2 separate regions of the Columba livia genome follow, and region 1 is linked to region 2. The links are chromatin contacts, called in public Hi-C maps. All regions are on one chromosome and are shown on one strand. Each heading gives the region's core, a stretch centred on a gene start, on an enhancer-like site or on the middle of the called end of the contact. The rest is flanking DNA. Distances are from core to core; before and after follow the strand shown.

The links. Hi-C and Micro-C count contacts between places; a contact is called where the count stands out from the background.
Region 1: a contact with region 2 is called in a Hi-C map of liver, with 3 times the contacts expected there. The contact joins the promoter of AKAP7 here to the enhancer-like site in region 2. A contact is called at or near these places in 2 of 2 Hi-C or Micro-C datasets (crop and liver).

What each region holds. Positions count from the first base shown.
Region 1 is chr3:58,152,907-58,155,874 of bColLiv1.pat.W.v2, forward strand. AKAP7 (A-kinase anchoring protein 7) reads left to right here and starts at 1,579. Exons shown (of 9, transcript XM_065056989.1): 1 at 1,579-1,638; 2 at 1,640-1,943. The coding sequence starts at 1,579.
Region 2 is chr3:58,043,226-58,046,198 of bColLiv1.pat.W.v2, forward strand. The region is part of intron 13 of EPB41L2 (erythrocyte membrane protein band 4.1 like 2); the gene reads right to left. Among named protein-coding and RNA genes, the nearest start is that of EPB41L2, 83 kb to the right of the region's middle. Within about 2 kb of position 1,581, at least 1 of the 3 cell types and tissues checked has an H3K27ac peak away from gene starts, as active enhancers do.

The sequences.
Region 1 (2,968 bases), core at 329-2,828, 110 kb after region 2:
TTTTATGACTTGCAGGGACAATTAATGGCAACTGTTACCAGCTCCACCTAAGGTGCTTTTAATTTCTCACATTCCATCATCTTGAAAATAGTATATTCGGGGACATCACAAACCCAAAGAATACATCTATGTATTAGTGCTAAGCTAGTAGGTATTGGTTAGATACAACTTTAGCTCCACTAAAACTGCATTGTGTTTTCAGTTGTTAAAAGGACTATGAAATGACAATTTATCTGATTTCATTGGACTCCCCTGTCCACTGTACAAACAGAAATGTTCTTTCTAGTGTTTGCTTGATGATGATTTCTGCAAAATACATAATGAAGTGATTTGGTGCAGTTTTGGATCCAAAGCTGCGTTTTAAATTAATATTTTTAAAAAGACGATACTAAAATATCTTCTCTGAGTACTTTATCTGTAACTCTATGGAATCCAATTTTATGGAAGTATCTTGCTTGCCAATGCCAACAGGCTAGGAAGAGATGACCAATCATGTATTTAGTCTCCAAATGACAGCTGACATTTAGATGAAATGCGTATAGTAATAAAAACTGCCAGCAGCCTCATCCGAAAGCTTCTCTTGGATCTTTTGGACTTCTGTGTCAGCTCCAGCCTTTGGCCTCTGCAGGACTATGCTGATCAAGTGAAAATACTGTGTGAACGACAGTGAAGGCAAACACAGCACGAAATGTGTTAAAACGGTGATAAAATATATCCAAACAGACTTTATTTCCCAGAAAGGGAAGACACAGAGGAGCCACATAGAGAAAGTGGCCTCGCTTTCACTCATCTTCAAGATTCTAATATCCAGCAACCTTACAGCTTCCTCCCTATCACAACCATCCTATGTTATTTGGCTTTGCTACTCCTACTCTCTCTAAAAATGGAAGTAGGAATATTTATATGCATGTAAACAATCAGCTCCCTCAGATCTAGTCTATACACACAGACCAGCCTCCAAAGCACCACGCAACAGTTGGCTCGGCTTCTCCCTCAGAGTCCAGTGACAGATTTGGCTTCCAAGAAGCACCAAACCTTATTTAAGCAGGAAAAGAGCATCTCCCATGCCTTGCCTCAGAGGAGCAGCCTCTTCCGTACACCCCAGACGCCGATTCCCAGTAAGAGACCGTGTGGCCGCAGCAGAGGCCTCGGTGCCGCAGTCAGAGGGGCTTGGGTCTGCATTACAGGGCACAAGGGCTGCGTGAAGGAAGGAGTTTAGGGTGAGGCCATCGAGTCTCTCCCAGACTGCGGCTAAACGGAGGGAATCATTGCTCCGGGTTGCATACAGTTCTCCTGGCAGCTCTCCTAAGCTACAGCTGGTTATTTGGGGGAGACACCCACAGTCACAGCCTTTCCGTGGGACAAGCGCTCGGGCGGCCACATTTCGGTAAAACGCTGAGTGAAAGCCACGCGTGCAGGCGCGGATCTCACGTTTCAGGGCACACCAGCTGGGTGCCTTCGCTGTGCCTTGCACATTTCGGCCAAAACCCCTCAACCCCTGCCGCAAGCGAGAGGACAGTGACGACGGGGAGGTGCAGCACTCCGGGCCGCGGTCTCCCCGTTCGCCTGCCTCCCGCCATGCCCCGCGCGGGCCGCTGGGCGCAGAGCACGCTGGGAGCTGTAGTCCCGCGGGCACACGGCCCCGTTCCCCCTCCGCCCCGCGCTCTTGCCGCCGTGTGCCCGGGGGGCACGGCGGCGGCGCTGGACGGTCCCCTCTCCGCGGTCTCCCGGCGGGCAGCCCTGCTCGCCCTCACCGGGCATGCAGCAGCTGCTCCGCCGGCTTCTCCCCGCGCTTTACTCGGCGCGGCCGGCGGCGGCCCGCACCCTCCCCGCCCGGCGGGTTGTGCCTGCGCTGCCGCGCCTCATGGCGCTGCGGCCGGCGGCGGGAGCAGCCGGGAGTGTCGGGGAGCCCTCCCGCGCACCCGGCGCCACCCTGGAGCACGGTGAGGAGGCGGCGGGGCGGCGTTGCGCGGGAGGGATGCGGGCAGGCGCTTCCGAGGCCCCGCAGCGTCCTGTGCGCGGACCGGGCGCCCTCCGCTGCCGAGGGGCCGCGCCCCGGTCGTGCTGTGCGGGGGCGCCGCTCCCCGGGGGCCGTTGAGTGGTCACGGCGCGCACAGCGGCTGCGAAAGCTCTGGCTTGTGAACACGCATTCGGCTGTTAAATGGAAAGAGGTTTCACAGCAGGGCTTGGGGAGGTCGTAGGGGAAAAGGATCCGACTTAATTGTGGGCTGTTGCTAAAAAGACTTGTGGCTTTATTTACCCTGCCTGCCTCGCTCTGTCCCCAAACTTCTTGTCTGTGTAAGCATCCGGCCTGGCTGAATAATAAATCTACTACATATATATATGTATATATTTTACTCAAAATTCTGTTTTGTGTTTGTTTTGTTTTGTTTGTTTCGTTTTTAAATAAGATTTTTAATTTTTCTGGCTATGTAAACAGTAGTGTCAGCACCAGTATTGTGCCAAAATGCCTGGAGCGTAAGACCATCTATTTCTACAGCAGCTTTCGGTTGAATTGTCTCCAAAGGTTTCCTTTGTTATTAAACATGTGAACACAAACATACTAAACATATCACGGAGTCACAGAATGAATATAAACATATAAACAGGGAACACCTAATCTCACTGTGATCTCTGATGTGTAGGTGTCAAATAATACAAGATTATGTGAAACTAGAAGTATGAGAGAAGAAGGCTGGGAAGATAATGTAATCAAATATGTTTTCTTGCTCCTTGTTTTTGTATTCTCTCATTTGTGAGCTAGGTGTATCATGATGTTTTTTTCTCCTGGAACAGATGACTCAAATACTGGTGAATATCAGCAGCCACTTAAATACAAATATGGGAATAATGTAGATACCTGTTCGTATATGAAATTTGGGCTAATTTAATTAAGCATGCAATTAAGAAAAAAACATTTTATCCTACAACAGTTTGATGGTCAGGGAGTTCCTGTGGAAGCTGGTTT
Region 2 (2,973 bases), core at 331-2,830:
TCTTCTACTCTAAGAATGATGCAGCAAATAACTCTTCATAAAACTAAAAGTTTCACAAGAGCAAGATAAATGTAATTGGGTAGTTTACTTGCCACAGACATCCAGAATATTCATACAAAACTGTTTTACAAACTGCTCTTTTAAAGTTCAGTTCAGGAAGGACGTATCGAGAAACAGTAGGTCAATTCATTTTGCAGACTTTTAGAGATTAATCTGAGTAAATTTTAACAACCATATTAAATATGTCCTGAAGAAATCACCGCTATAAATTAACTGATCATGTAAGGTCCTTCTAAAACAACACACAGACTGTGTGTGTTTATGTACCAGCTGTCTATGAAGAGTTATAGAGATGGAAACTGAGGGAAAAGTTCTACTCTCACTAAAAAGTTAACTCCAATCTGCATAAGTCTGAGTGAAATTTAAGCTGCCAACGCACACGAAAATACTGCCATCACCTCCTTTTTGTTTGTTTGTTTTACTGATTCCTCATTCAGTTGCTCTTGTAGAATAAAATTCCAAACATTAAAGTCAGATCCAATGGTAAGTGGTAAAAAGTTAATGTATATTTAGTATAAACAAATATTACATTAGCCAAGTAAAGTGTTCATTTAAAGGAAAAACTGCGTTTACTACATCACATACAGGGCTGTATGGAAATGCATGCGGAGAAGTGTCTGCAGTGACATACCCCTTGTGTCTGTAGGGACAGAGGTGTGATACGCCGCTTTTCCCACTCATTTGGGCGTGGTTCAGGTGTGGATTCCATGAAATTGCGCTTGAGCTCACTAATGCTAGCCTGGTGTTTCAGTAAGTCGTCCTGGGTCTTATCCAGGTCCTAGCAACCCGCAACGTAAAACAAAGTAGGACAAAACACGACAACAAAAGCAAACTTAACTATAAAAAAAAAAAAAAAGAAAAAAGAAAAAAAGAAACCAAACCAAGGAAAGTGCCTTATGTCTGAAGAGCTATTCTTCTTTGGAGTGCCTTCAAATAAAAAACTTTAAGGCTATAAGGGAACTAAGATTTTTTTTGCTTTTGTTTTTGTAATGAAAGGCCCCTCATTGACTGTTCTTTCCATTTTTAAGGCAAAGGAAAAATAATGCTGTGCATTATTATTTAACAGAAGGTTATTTTCATCCATAAACCTACTAGCCCTATGAAACAATAATCATTTCCAGTAGCTGTTTGCTTTCATCTAAAATTTGTAAGCACAGGATCAAGCGTTTTGGGATATTATAGCTGCCTTAAGTGGTTAATTGTGCAAGAAACAATAGTCTAACCCAAGAAGCATTACAAAAAGGCATCTTTCTCGATATTACAAGCTCCATGAAAAATACTGCTTCTGTGAAGACAATACTACAGGGCCAAATGTGCAAACAACTAATGCTTAACTTCAGAAAAACTACTCATTGTGGCTGTCATGTAGGCTTAAACTCAATGGAAAAATCAGATTTAAAGACTTAAAGCCTGGTATCTGCCAATTCCATATTTAATAATCTGACAGCTGACACAGAAGCCAAGTAGGGATAGTTCTTGTGCACACCAATACCAAAGTTCTCCCTAAATTGCACCAACATAGGCAAGTGCCAAAGGGGACACCACAGTGTGAACATGGAATTAGATTTTGTGATGACCCATGGAAGCAAAGATGCAGCATCTCGGATCAAATAACTACAAGTTGGTCTTTCACTTTATACCAGATGCAGGAGCAGATGTAACTATCAGGAGCTATGCAGAAACATAACTGTTCTGGTCAGTAGGCTAAAATCTATCTGCTTAGCTCTCTTGGAAATTCATTATCCTTTAAATACAATGCTGGGCTTTGATGGGAAGAACAGATTTCACTCTGCTTTCATAATCTGTCCTCCTCCCAGCACGCCAGCTCTTGAGGAAAACTATGTTGCTTACGCAAACTCTAATACAAGAATATTTTTCAGTATTCTGTGGTGAAATTCAAGTTTAAGCCTCAGAACCATTTTTAGTAAAGAATTAAAAGACTGAAGATTGAATAGTATCAATGTAGACAATTATTAATGATGTTTTATAGAAATAATGTAATCAAAGACAATAATTTAGGTAAAGCATCTGTGTTTTCTACAAAGATTTTTGAAATTTTACTTTAACATTTTTGTTAGGATTTTTACCATGATTGTTCACAATGCAAAAACATCACATCTTTAGTCACAAAAAACCCAAACCCAATACAAACTCACTAGTTTCTCATTTCTTTTCACTTGTACATACAGCACCAGTAACAGTTCGGCGCTGCACATCTATTTTCTAATTCTGCAAATATTCACACATGCACTTTGAACACTAAGAACCTCTCCATCCCCTTCTGGCAACTCAGTAGGTCCATTGTGTCACAGGACCAAAGCTTCACTTTTAATCTAGGGCTAACTAACGAGACATTAAATATGTCCCCCTAAGGTACGTATTTATTGAGTGAAGTAAAACCTTATGCCAAAGGCATTCTATTACCCAACTGAAGCTTGTTAACAATCATGTCATAATTTTAAAACCTGTCTTGGCTTGACACAAGGCACGTTTCTTGGACTTGATCAAAGCACAGTTACGCAATGCACACTTTCAATGCTTTAGTAAGTTACATACAAGCAAAGTTTCAATAGTGATCAAAAGCTGCTAAAAGCCAAAAAAATTATATTAGTTGGGTTACTGCGATCCATACATCTCCTTATTACTGAACAAGACCAATGATTTTTAAAGGACAGTTTTTGTGACAAAGGGAATTATTTATAGCCCCATCTGGATGTATAAAATAAATAAAAAATGGCAGCAGGACTTCCTAAAATTTCTTCAGTTACTAGTTTATATTATTAACCATAAATTAAATTACACTGATTGCAACTAAAACCATCTTGGATAAAGTAATCCAGATTAACAGACTATATAGGAATTCTTAGAATAAAAATCCCTACTTCTGTGACAAAGCACTAGGTATTAACATAC